Regions from separate parts of the Triticum aestivum genome. Here region 2 is linked to region 1. A link is a contact called in public Hi-C data. All regions are on one chromosome and are shown on one strand. Each heading gives the region's core, a stretch centred on a gene start, on an enhancer-like site or on the middle of the called end of the contact. The rest is flanking DNA. Distances are from core to core; before and after follow the strand shown.

Region 1 (6,963 bases), core at 1,582-4,081:
GTTAATGCCCACAGATTGTGATGTTCATATATGGGGATTTTTTTTGTCAATTTTGTTGCTTCAATATGTAGGTGCTACTGCCCATGTGGGATATCTAATAGGTCAGACTGGTTTGCTAGCTTAATTTTTTAGCTTGATGTTCTCATTTAGGGGTGTCCTCTTCAGCTGCATCTTTTGTGCAGCTCCAAAATTCTATGTTTCAAAGCACTTATTTCCATATTCTGTTTATTATTTTTAAGTCATGAAAACTCTTTTTGGTCTGCTTGATCACTCCACTTCCATGTTTATCCTTGCAGAAAAGAATACCTTTATCCTGATAGGCATGGAAACACCGGTTCGCATTGAGTGCATCATCGCTAATCAGCTACTATGTATGGTCAGCGGACATGCATGCTTATTCCTGTAACATGTCATTACTCTATCTCCTTAGCCTTTCTAACTTTTAAGATTTGATCAATTCTTTAGAAGTTCGTACAGATCTAGAAGTATTTGGTTTTGTTGGTCAAATCCATTACCTGTATGTCCTTATTTATTTTATTGTTCGAACAAGATATCAGATCACCTACATTCATTATTCTTGGTTACAGTCTCATACTAAAGTAGTCTAAAATGGTCTGAATAGTTGTAGTAATTCATAAATATTTTCAGTGTAGTTCTTATTTGGTTTCTAGGCATAGAATTTACTTCAAAATTTTGGTCTTTATTTGGTTAGTAAGGCTCTAGAATAAAACAGACCAATGATATATATATATACAAACAGACACAATAGGAGTTAACTGGTACCTAGCTTTTGAAACCTCTGATATATACAAAATATTATTTGAGTAGAACAGGAGAGATGCAATCTTATGGATATTTCCGCATTTGTAAGAAACTTTCCAGCTTGGCAAGAGGGCTTGACTAGCCATGTGTAGGACTCAGCCATGCTGCCTTCCAAATGATTAGTCATTGGTGTTTTCTTATGTTCCTGTTAGCCCAAGTGCATCAGATAAGTAGACTGTTATGTTGAAAAAAGGAAAGAGACTACTCTTTTGTTACTTACAGTACAGATATATGCTATAACATCAGAGAGCAATGGATATAGAAGAAATATGTAAACAGTTGTCCCTAGAAGAAATATGCAACTACTTATTCAGGTTACTTAATTAATAACACATCTATATCATTACATACACATACTGAATGTGCCTTTTGAGAGTGAGCTTCTGTCAGTACCTCACACTTATCTTATATGCCATTCCAACTATCTGTTGCAGTAGAGAGCAAGGGACATATAAGAAATCTCCAGGTAGCTTCACTTAGATGCATCATCTTCTGCTAGGAGTCAGCTTGAAGAACGGCCTTCTCAGGTTAATTCTTGGGTCAGTGTTTTGGCTTTTCTCCATTGGTTCGTAAAAACCGCATGGTAACTTGACTTTACAGAGAACCTGCTGCACTATAACTTTGGTTTAATCTGTCGATAATGCCCATGAGTATATTCTTAGTGTATGTTTGACCAGATTGTTTTAACTTGTGTTGTTCCTATGCTTCAGGAGACTGCAACTGACATGCTGGATGGGGAATAACCAAATTTGTGGACAAAGACACAGTTCATCGCAAGGGGTGGTGTTTAGGATATGTACACAAAAGAGGAAACTTTTTTTGTACAGAACCAAATTATACGATGTATTTGACCACTATTTCTAAGAAATGTTCATCATGTATTAAGTACATTTTATTGTGTCACTTTTTTTTGAGGGGTAGCTTTATTCATCAAACATTACAAAGTGTGCGATAGAGTTCATCAAACCAGGCTTTATTGTGTCACCTATGTTTACCTTCTTTTTAGCGTAAGCTATTTGGACTTTCTAATTGCAGGCTCAGTTATTTGACCCACCGATGTTCTAATTTGTTGCATAATTACATTAAGCAACTATTTACATTTCATTCTTTGTTTGTATTTTTTTAAAAAAACTTATGCCTTCATGATCCTGAATAACATAACAAATTATGCATGCTCAAGTATATATTTTGAAGGACAAGTCTATTCTTTTTTATAAAAATAGTTACAATTCGTGTCCTATGTGATTGCTCAAGCATATAGTAACCTATTCATGTCACACAAATATTTTCTTTTTCCAAACCCATTGCCAAAAAACTACAACCATGCCAACTTTACTCTCTCATCATAGTGGGCATATTTTCAAACTGAACGTATTCATATTATGCAATTTTCCTTTTCCCAGACTATTATTTCACAATGTAATAAACATGTTTAAAAAATAGCATGATTTAGCAGGGTCCTTGCAGCATGAAACTATTTTCATCGATAGCATGTCTTTAGCGGGTCTCTGCGCCATTTGTTTTTCATCGATAGCATGTCTTTAGCGGGTCTCTGCGCCATTTGATGCAACGGGTCAACTAGTTTACATATAAAGTTTATTAAATTTGGTGCTATGGTTAATTAGTTATGAATTAAAGCATTTTAGCATGGCAATATAGCAAAACAAAGCAAACAACAAGTTTAAACATTTTTAACATGCATGAAAGTGGCATATAATTAACCTACACATAATTCTAAGCATTTTTCATATATAATGTTTTAACATATGATGTATAGTTGATGAGTTATTAAATGCACGAACTCTAGGGACTTTTCTGAAAAACTGCACTCCCTGGAATAAAAGCTAAATCGCAGAGGCAGGAAAAAAAAGGATATGGGCCGAATCTGAGATCTGACCCAACTGCGGGAAAAAAAGAAAAGGAAAAAGAGGGCGCACGGGGGCGGCCTCACCATGGGCCTCGGCTCGGCTGGTGGAGAGGCCCCGCAGGCCTGGCACGGCCTTGGCGCTGCTGGGCTGATGCGGGTGAAGGCGAGCGGTGGCCCAGCACGCTGGCGGCGCGGTCAACGCAGGCGCTCCCCTCGCTCGCTCGATGCAACAAAGCAGAGGAGGACGCAGGCGGGCGACGACTCGGGCAGCGGCGCATGGAGCTTCGAGGTCATGGTGGTCTCCCTGGAGTATAAATGACAGAAAGCTTAGAGGGAGAGAGAGGTCAGTGACGAGAGAGAAAGAGAGCTTCAGTGCAGAAATAGAATGGGGAAGGCAGCAGGGGCGGCGAGCAGTGGCGGAGCCAGCGCCCGGCCACCCCGGGCACTTGCCCGGGCTCGCTGGCCACGGGACAACGTACACACCTGATAAACAATGGGGCAAAATCTGTTATGCATCATCGTTTGCCCGGGCAGAAGTGTACGATACGTGATAAACAAATGGGTTCATTTTTTTCTTTTTGAGCAGAACACAACAATGGGCTCCTACCAAGCGTTGTCATGGGCTAATTAACTAGGCCTACCAAGTGCAATCGGCGTAATGTTCGTCAGTCATGGGCTGCGATTCCCTTCTTCCAAAACGAGCAGTCACAACGCCGCCACCACTTCAGCTGCTCGTTTGCAGTTTGCAACTTTGGATTCCCTTCTTCGAAAATGAGCAGTTCACAACGAAGCCATTCTACATGAAATCTTGGAGCACAGTATTTCTTTTGCAGTTTGCAACTTTGGACATGAATTTAGGAGCTCGAATTTCGAAGCTCACAATCTAGCGAAGCATGTTTTGAAGCTAGGGGTGGGCCGCCATGTTTGGTTAGGACACCCCGACAATCTATCTTTTATCTCTGTAAACATTGGTGCAGTTTAATAAAGCTTCGCGAGATTGCCTAAAAAAACCACTTCGGCTGCTTGTTTCTACCCCTTGAAAAAAGGGGAAAATAGGATGGACTATGGAGACGAACCGGCGGCGAGCGAATCCGGAGGCCGCCCTAGGCGCACGGCCGGTGGCGGGTGGAGCGGATCCATCTCTAGGAATGGCTTATATCCTCCTCGTCCAGTGCCTTTCTGGTCTTTCTCCTGATTAGGTAAAATTTCTGACTAATTTGAAGATTGATAGATTAGGGCTAAATTTTGAGTTTAGGTGGTGCGGCGACTGCCTCGTGATACTGATATACTCAGTACTATGGGTGTGTTCTGAACTCCTCCAACTTCACAGAACTTCCCAAATCCAGCTTCCCTAGCCAGCTTCTTGCTTCACCTAGCGACTCTCAAGCGTTCGGCGTCCTGCATAGCTTCTCCAGCGCTAAAGCCCAGCTGGGCGGTTGCTGGGATGGTTGGGCCCGAGTTTGGGCCGCAAGGAGGCAGCCCAGTTTGTGCTAGACATGGAAGGAACGAGCCCCTGTAGTGATTTTATCGAGCGATGCGTTCGACTGAGCGTACCGGTTCGCTTCGCTTCACTTGGCGGTGGCAATTTGGTTGTAATATGAGCGAACTCCAGCTTTTCGTATTCGTGGAGCTGGGCCGATGCTCCTCCAGGATTTTGCACTGGCATCGGCATAACTTCGAGAATCCAGCTTCTTAGAGCCAAACCGTTTGGGACTTTTTCATCTGAGAAGTTTGTGAAGTGTGGAGCTGGAGGGCTTTAGAACAGGCCCTATGTCCGTCTCTTTTCTTACACAAGCTCTTTATTTTGAATATGTTCACTAATCGCAACACTTAATTTATGTGCATTAGAAATTCAATTGTTTTTGTTGTATAGTGCCTTCTAGGATGTTTGGATGCTAATTTTGATAGATATATTTTTACAAGTAACATGACAAGTTTAGTTCTATGCATGGCCTTGTTTTATGACTTATGTTGTCACATGGCAATATCTCGAAGCTCCTAGGACAGTTTGGCGAGAGCCTTCTCCAGGACACTTGGCAATGGGCGACACATGGTGCAACCTGAGTAGCCCTTTTGCCGAAAGTTGTTTGTCGAGTGTGATTGAGGGGGCACTCAGAAAACCTACGAACGCTTGCTAAAGGCAACACTCGACAAACACCAAGGACACGTTAACTGCAATGGAACCATCTTCACCTAGTATCATGCTAAAGGCAGCACTCGACAAACCTACGAACGCTTGCTAAAGGCAGCACTCGACAAACCAACAAATGCTTTGCCGAGGACTGCACTTGGCAAACATCAAGGACATGTGTCATCCTTCAGTTGTCCTGTCTTCGACGAGTAAGGTACAGAAGATAGTCGGCAAACCAAGGAACGCTTTGCCGAAGACTGCAATTGGCATGTGTCACCCTTCAATTGTATTGTCTTCGCCAAGTATGGTACGGAAGATACTCGGCAAAGACAACATGCCATGTGGCAAGCGCCATATCTGTCTAACTAGCCGTTAGCCTACTTTATTTTACCGAGTAGCTCATTTTAACCCTCGATAAAGTCTTTGTCAAGTATCCGATGGAAGGAAATCGATTAAGCTCTCTTTGCTGAAAGGGGGTATTTCAAGTAGGGTTTGTCGAATATTGCACTCGGCAAACTAGTTGCTGAGCTGTGATACCGGCCTTCGCCGACTACTTTGGTACTTGACAAAGAACCCGATTCTGGTAGTATATAAAACTGAATATTGATGTATCATATACTAGCTCACATTAAAATTACATTTTGCATGACCGATATGTTCATATTTTCACTTCATTACTATTGGATATTTGTGTTTTTGAAGTTTGGGGCGATTTTATATATTGTTTATCGAAACACTTGATTTTGATTTCCAAATTAGACTTAGGCTCAAGCTTGCCCGGGCTTCAAAAAAGTTCTGGCTCTGCCACTGGCGGCGAGGACGCAACCTCCGGCGGTCTTGGCGACGAGGATGGCGCGGATGCAGCTTGGCGGCAGCAGTAGGACCGGTTGGCGGGGTCCACACAGAGGCCTCTCCTCAGTGCTGTAGGTTGGACACAGAGCAGGCAAGGCGGCAGTGAGGTTCAGTGAGGGGCGCAACACACTCTCGGCGACAGTCGACAAGGCACGAAGCATGGCGGGGCACAACGCTGGTGGTCTGCTGACGGGTCTCCGGCGACGAGCTGCCAGTGGTGGCGCGGGGTGGTTGAGGAGGCCGACGTTGGGGAAGAGCTCGGAGGTCCTTCATGGCGTCGGGATCGAGGCGCGGGCGCAGAAGCTCATGTGCGTGCCCGTGCACGAGCGCGAGGCTCTCTCCTCGGTGGTTGCGGGCGTGGAGGCAAGGAAGCACGACCGCGGATGGAGTCTGGGTGGGGCGCCGGTCGGAGCTGACTGCGTGCGCTCGGGCGCGAGGATGAGCCCCTGGCGTGAGGAGGAGGCGGGGGTTGCTACGCTGGTTGGTGGATCGAGGCGAGAGAGGTGGTTGGCCGATGGGGATAACGAGGAAGGAGGCTAGTCGGGTGGCTCGATCGAGTGGATCGGGAAGATCCCGAGGAACAAGGAAGAGTGGGTGGCGGCGGCGGGGAGGATTTGATGGATGGATGGGACAGGGCTAGGGTTAGACTATATATATAGGTAGGGATTTGGGTAGGGCTATCTCGTCCCTACGATTATAATTGGACGGCCGAGAAAAATAAAGGCTAGAGGGTCCAAATAAATAATCGCAGATGTTTTAGGGATGTTTGGGGATGATCCGAAACCAACAGTGACGACTGCCCGGGTCGGGTCGGGGACAGCTTTCGGACGCGCGCGCGAGGAGAACCGCAGGCTGACGAGAGAGGTTAGGTTGGGTCTGGCGGTAGGTAGTGGACTGTATAGATGGTTAGGGAGGAAAGAGAGGGAAAGCCTGGCAACAGTTTTTTCGGAGACCGAAAACGTCCGATGATAGACCGACTATACTGCCGCTATAGTTATCTGTTGGGGCATCAAACGAACTCCAAATGCGATAAAACTTGGTAGGCAACCTACTAACAACAAAACAACACCGCACGCCAACTTTCAACCCATTCTGAGAACATTTTCCGGCCACTTATAAAATACTATTTCGGACATGCCGCGGGCGCGTGCGAGTGTGGTTGGGCTCAGAACGGACAACGGACGGAACTGGGGGAACCCGGACGAATGCAAGTTTCAAAAACATGATGATGCAATGCACATGATGACATGATGAAATGCAACACGCAAGCAAAAGACATGGGAACGTCGGC
Region 2 (6,963 bases), core at 1,613-4,112, 280 kb after region 1:
ATCATCCTCCATTTCTTCAACTCCAATCGTGTCACACTTCATACGCTCATCGAATTTTGCATCAGAGTAGTTGAGCAGGCATGCGAGAGAGCATGTGAACCCCTTGTGCCACAGCTATGGACAGGAACTGGACAGGTGCCCTCGAGCTTGAAGCCGAGGAGCTCCGGGTAGCGCTCGAGCACGCGCGGCACGTCGTCGGGCTTGACGTCCACCCCCTGGAGGTACTTGACGACGGGCGCGAGGTCGACGACGATGCCGGCGTGGAGCACCTGCGGGTAGCGGCGGAGCAGGTGCGGGAGCTCGTCGCGGCGGACGCCGATCTTGCCGAGGTAGTCAAGGACGGGGACCATGTTCTTGCGGACGCTGCTGCCGAGGGCGAGCGGGTAGGCGGCGAGGTCGTCGGGGCCGAGGCCGAGGGAGCGGAGAAACTTGACGCGCTCCCGCATGACGTCGACGGTTAATACTAGTCCATCTTTACAAAGAAAAACTCGGATGGACTAGTATTCACCTTAGGCACGATCAGGTGGCGGTCAAAGCGAGCTGGCAGCCACTGACTCAGCCAAGTCAGCAAATACGTAGACGAAATTATACATATGGACCAAAGTGAACCCCTTGCGCAAGTACGTGAACCGTAGTTTGGGTATTTTGAAGTAGCGGTCCCAAACTGTCAACCAACTCAAATTTAGTGACCTACAGTAAATTTTTCTCGATAAAAAATGTGCAGATGCAATGTTTGTGTCGTGGGGATTAAACAATACTACCACTTGATTTTATTTTTTAGAAAAAACTAACCATACTAGTAACCCACCATTTTTGTTTACGTGGCGAGGAACAAGTATTGCCGGCTCCGATTCTCAAAAAAAAAAGAAGTATTGCCGGTTCCTGTCGCCGGCCAGCGTACGTATCGACTGCACGTCACATAAAAAGATTTCCTCCTTTTGTTTTAATTTTTGCTACTGTATGTGCCACGATGGCAAAAAGATAAATGGAGCGGAGATCTTTTGTGGGAAATGAGGCGGACATGACAACGAGTCATCATCATTTCTGCCCTGGACGGGGCGCATGCATGGCAATGGTAGAAAGAAACAGGGCCGGGGAAGGCAAAAATCTAGCTTTTGGGCGAGACGTAGAATCAGGCGAGCCGGCAGCGGTGTGTTTGTGCCTTTGCAATTCAATGGGACAGCTGCCTGAATGAAGCAGTTCAAGGAAAATATCTGTCCGGGGCAACGGAAGCTTAGAGCAACTCCAACGGGTCGATCCAAATGGACGGCGATTTCGTCTGTTTTTTATCTGTTTGGGTCGGTCGCCTGCCCTGCGTCCGTCCTCTTTTAGATTTGGATCGGTAGCGTGCCAATTGTGCTGACTCATATGTGCCGGCGAGGCCGGCTGGCCGCTCAATATTTACATTGATTTGCATTCAAACATATTGTCAAATAACATAGTATTATCGAATAAAAAAATTATAGTTTTACAAGCCGGATACAAATAAAAATGTTTCACATAGTTTTGCAGCCGAATGAAAGAAGATACATCTATTGGTTGCCAACATGAGCCCACATATGCTCAACCAAATCATTTTGCAGTTGCACTTGAGTTTCACAATCACGCATGTCTTCATGAAATTGGGTGAATTGTTCAAACGTTGCCGCTACTCCATACTCAGGCACAACATTCTCAACCTGAAACTGAAACCCTTGATCGTACAGACGTTCTGGGCGCTTGTCTTCTACGATCATATTGTGCATGATCACACAAGCAGTCATCACCTTCGACAGTTTCTGCTTGCTCTAGGTATTAGCAAGATACCGAACGATGCCCCATCGAGATTGCAAAACACCAAAGGCACGCTCGACATCCTTCCTGGCACTCTCTTGCTCCTGGGCAAATATTTTCGTCTTCTCTCCGACATGGTTGGGTATTGTCTTGACAATAGTAGTCCACTAAGGATAGATACCGTCACCCAGGCAGTATCCTTTGTCGTAGTTGTGGTCGTTGATAGTAAAGTTCACCGGTGGGCTGTTGCCTTCGGCAAGCCTAGCAAACACCGGCGAGCGCTGATGCACGTTGATATTATTGTGTGATCCAACCATGCCAAAGAAAGAGTGCCAGATCCAGAGATCTTGAGACGTCACGACCTCTAGGATGACAGTGCAAGCCCTGACATGTCCCTTATACTGCCCTTGCCAAGTAGAAGGACAGTTCTTCCACTCCCAGTGCATGCAGTTCTATACTGTCAAGCATCCCTGGGAAGCCCCTTCTGGCATTCATCGCCAACAAATGGGTTGTATCTTCAGCCGTCGGCTCTCTCAAGTACTCAGGGCCAAACACGGCAATAACAGCCTTGCAGAACTTATACAGGGACTCTAGGCATGTAGACTCGCTCATACGGACGTACTCGTCAATGAGATCACCGGGCACTCCGTATGCAAGCATTCGGATGGCGGCAGTGCATTTCTGATAAGGGGAGAAACCAATCTTGTCGACGGCATCCTCTTTGCACTCAAAATAGTCATCATAGCCGACCACTCCCTCTCTAATACGGTTGAAAACATGCCTACTCATACGGAAACGGCGCGGAATTTGTGATGTTTGAACAACGAGTTTGTTGTATCAAAGTAGTCCTTCCAAATAAGGAAATGCCCGCTTTCTCGGTTGCGATTCAACGCCGGAAGATGGCCCGAAATGGAGCCACGAAACAACGGCCGCTGGCTGTTGAGGTGGTGATGGACCAACACGGCAGCCAATATCTCCTTCTCGTCGTAGGACGACGAATTGTCGGAGTCACAAAGGAAATTGTGGAAAAAAACTCATCGACGGAGTCCATTTTCGTACCTTGGCAAACTGTCGAACAGTTTGCAGGCATCGAAGAAGGAGAAGGCCAGCGAGGGGAGTCGCGCGCACACGGACCAGCTAGCTGCCCTACCGACTTCCGACGAGTGGGCCGGCGTCCGACGAGCGTGCCGGTGAGGATTTGGCCGGCGCGGCGAGGCGGCCTCTTAGTTGCGGGCGGCTGTGCGGTTGGGGGAGCGGCAGTGGGAGACAGTTTGCTCCCCGACGGCAAGACGGCGGTGGCGGGGCGACGGGGGGAGTGAGCGGCGTTGCTGGGCGGATGTGGAGGCGGCGGCAGCTGGCAGAGTCGCCGGCAAAAAAGGGCGGCGGTGTCGACGATGAAGAAGGCGGGCGAGGGTTGCTGGGGTGGGAGAGGCTAATAAGCCACTGACCAGCGGGCCCGGGAAAAGGAATAGACGCGCACGCATCCGTCTCGTGTTCGCGCTGACGCAAATCCGGCTCAAAATTGAGGCGGGAATGGGTCGTCCGCGGACGAAAAGCGGACGCCCGTCCGTTTTAAATCGGCACGTTAGGCCGATTTTTCTGTCCGCGCCAACCCAACCGAACAACGGCGGATGAAATTGGTCACCCCATTGAAGTCGCTCTTAAGACTTGACAACAGCTCGCATGGATCTACTCCTTCCGTTCTAATGTAAGACGTTTTAACAAACTAAATTAAGTTATAAAAATGTCTTATAATATGAGACAGAATAATACTATTTTCATAGGAAATGGGAGAGATCAGGAACGCGGTTAAACCGAGCTCGAGCTCAATGTGAGCTCGGTTAAATAGTAAAAAGAAAAAAAAGAAACATTGACAAATGTTTTGATTGCTTGTAAAGTTTCAATATTATACAACATTCGTGAAAAATGTGAAAAAGTTGATGCTCTAAAAGTATTATTTTTAAAAACATTTTGAAGCATCGATTTTATCCTTTTGTCATGTCTTTCGCGAATGTTATTTCATGATGAAACTTGAAAAAAAATAAACTTTCAATCTATTCGTGTTCAATCACGGAAGTAAAACGAATATCGAAAATATTAAAATTACATCCAGATCTGTAGACCATCTGGCGACGACTACAAGCACTGAAGCGACACAAAGACTTGTTATCGTCATCGCCTCTCCCTCGCAGGAGCCGATCAAAACTTGTTGTATTAGAAGTCGTCGTGCTAAGGCCCTATAGGGCCAGCACCTCAGAACAGCAACCGTTGCCGATGAAGAATAGTGTAGATTGGAGGGATCCAATTTAAAGACATACGGACATAGACGAACGACGACCAGATCCGAGCAGATCCACCGAAGACACATCTCCACACACACGGGCGATGCTAGACGCACCACCGGGACGAGGCTAGGCGGGCAAACCTTATTCCATCTTCAGGAAGCCCCCGCCGTCTCGTCTTCCTGAAAATGACATAAACCCTAACAAAAGTAAAAAATAAAACATCTAAATAGGGAGTCCTCTTGCCGGCAAGGGCCCAGATCCACCGCGTCCTCATGGCCCCTAAGGCCACCGGAGACGAAGCAGCCCGACGGTGGCGCCGGAGGAAAGCAGAGAAACCCTAATCTTTTTTGAAAGGAGGAGGCGGATGTGTGTTGTTGGGCGTATACATCGTTTTCTGCTTTTCATTTCGTGATGAAATTTTGCAAGCAATGAAACATTTGTCCATGTTTGCTAGAAAAAAATCCAGATTTTTTTATTTCATTTACTGTCGGAACAGGACTTTTAGATAGATCCTAGCAAGCCCTTTTTTCCCTAAAAAAACCAAGCCTCATTTTTCGGCAGGAACGTGTGTCACGTGTGTAGGATGGGATGGTGGCAGATTACGAAACATTTGGTCAACTAGTAGTGTCTCCTTATAAATCTCGGAATAAACTCAACCTCCATTCTCCCATCGCGCGCTCTCTCCTCCTCCTCCCAAAAAAGATTAGGGCTCATCACCCGACCAGTACAGTCATCCTCACACAAATACCAGTTCATCATTTCGGTCTCTCTAGAACTGTAGTAGTAAATCCTTGTGTTCGATCGAGCACTGCGTCTGTTGCCACTGCTGGGACTCAGATTGCTTTTCTCCTCAACTTTGGCATTCGATGGGTGTAAAGGTCTTCCCTTCCCGTTGGCCATCATTTCCTCTTCTTCCTTTGCGCTAAACAAATTTTGTTTAGCGCCACCTCCACCTGACCTGACCTGACCCCAGCAAAAGCAAAGCCAAGCGCCTTGCCATTAAAAGGCTTCCTTTTTTTGGCTCCAAATCTGCGTCCGGTTTGGTTCCTTCCTTCCACCAATCTCTCCGGCGGCTCTCCTATTCCATTCCACCATCGAAATCCAACCCTTGACCTCCCTCCAATTCCCCAAGAACAAGCATAAGCAGACAAGCTTGGCCGCTCCGATGGGGGTGCTCGCCGACAGGCTCAGGGCCTTCTCCACCAACCGATGGCTCGTCTTCGTCGCCGCAATGTGGCTGCAGTCCATGGCCGGCATCGGCTACCTCTTCGGCGCCATCTCGCCCATCCTCAAGGCCGCGCTCGGCTACAACCAGCGCCACGTGGCGGCGCTCGGCATCGCCAAGGACCTCGGCGACTGCGTCGGCTTCCTCGCCGGCTCGCTCTCCGCCATGCTGCCCGCCTGGGCCATGCTGCTCATCGGCGCCCTGCAGAACTTCCTCGGATACGGATGGCTCTGGCTCATAGTCACCAAGCAGGCGCCGCCGCTGCCCCTCTCCATGGTCAGTAAGTCAAGTCCCTCCTCTGCCGCTGCTTCTTTCTGTCTTGCTTGCTTTCTTTCTTTCTTTCTTTTTGAATTGTGCGCTGCTTCTTTCTTAGATTGGTTGATGATACTATGAATCTGATTGAATCACAGAGCTGTTCAAAATGGTCCTCAACTTTGAATGCTACTGCTGAATTACACACACAATACATTCAGGTCGTCGTGCCAATTTGTTTATGGAATTGCAAACAAGGTGGGCTGTAGACCGCAGAGCACATGATAATTAAATAAAATGAGGGGCACATGATCATTAAATAAAATGAGGGTTACTGGCTGGATAGGATCAGCTGATGAAAATGGCGTGGAGGGAGAGTACATCTTAGATTAAATCAGTTTTCTAGGCACCGGCTTTCTTGTGAAATTGACTAATCACACATGTTTAAGTGTGAAATGCCGGCCCGCCAATGGTGTATTCTTCTACTCCTAGTGTAGCATTCTTTATTTACAATAACTTGTCCTTGTCACTACTTTTGTTTTCAGTAGTCACCATGTTATGCCTAATTATTTACTGTCACAGCAACCAATTGCCTATTTGTCAATATTCAAGTCTTCAATTCTTTATCGGCGTGAGTTGATGCAACAGAGATTATTCTTAATTCGAATATTATGTTGCTTTTTTAACACAATTTTCTCTCTATAATATTTTAATGGATTCACTATAAACTTTATTGGCCTTATCTGGATTAGATGGCCAAGTAGTCTAGTCTTACTTCCTAAACCTCCTATGTTTCTCCAAATTTCTCACATGTCAGAAGTAGTATATTGTAAATTTATGGCTGTCAAGAGTGTGCACATAGCTTTGCAAGGTGTGATGTTTGATTGCAAAATCTGCACGCCATATCATAAATCATCATCACAATCACTATGATTGACCGGTGAATGGCTGAATGGTTGCTTATTTACAAGTAAACAATTAGTTTGTCCACATCATTTTCTACACAGCCTCAGTTGCTTCTTCAAGCAAATGTTCGTGTGCAGCTCAGGATAATGTAACCCACACATTTGTTGCTTGCCATGCAGAGCTGCATTCTTTGTTTTGTTTCTATCTCTTAAATTTATGAATTCATATATTGTACACTATGTATGCTCAGTTCTGTATACGGAACTACAGAGAGAATGCAAAAAGCTATAGAATTGGTATGGTCTTCTCCAAATAAAATTGATGAACAGTTTCATTGTTGTCCAGATGGCCAGGATTCCAAACTACGTGGAGGAAATAGGGAATCCCCACAATTAGATAAATATGAAACAAAAATCTGGAAACTGACTAGTTATTTGCTTCCCTTTGCTCAATTTTCGACACTAATATAATACTTCTTGATGTTTTTAATTCAGATGTGTGTCCTTATTTTTGTTGGAACCA

Evidence for each region. A called contact is a pair of places that touch in the nucleus more often than the background predicts.
Region 2: a contact with region 1 is called in a Hi-C map of leaf, with 5 times the contacts expected there. The contact joins the promoter of LOC123191718 here to the enhancer-like site in region 1. A contact is called at or near these places in 2 of 5 Hi-C or Micro-C datasets (both in leaf).

What each region holds. Positions count from the first base shown.
Region 1 is chr2A:479,796,145-479,803,107 of IWGSC CS RefSeq v2.1, forward strand. It overlaps LOC123189057 (a long non-coding RNA gene), which reads left to right. Exons shown (of 9, transcript XR_006495546.1): 7 at 297-371; 8 at 1,257-1,349; 9 at 1,533-1,810. Among protein-coding and RNA genes, the nearest start is that of LOC123189057, 8.9 kb to the left of the region's middle. Within about 2 kb of position 2,832, at least 7 of the 8 cell types and tissues checked have an H3K27ac peak or open chromatin away from gene starts, as enhancers often do. A contact at or near this core is called in leaf, where this site is marked.
Region 2 is chr2A:480,079,129-480,086,091 of IWGSC CS RefSeq v2.1, forward strand. It overlaps LOC123191718 (transcription termination factor MTERF4, chloroplastic), which reads right to left and starts at 2,863. Exons shown (of 2, transcript XM_044604350.1): 1 at 2,833-2,863; 2 at 1-472. The coding sequence starts at 2,863. The coding sequence ends at 39. LOC123189059 (protein NUCLEAR FUSION DEFECTIVE 4) reads left to right here and starts at 4,715. Exons shown (of 3, transcript XM_044601374.1): 1 at 4,715-5,559; 2 at 6,936-6,963. The coding sequence starts at 5,224.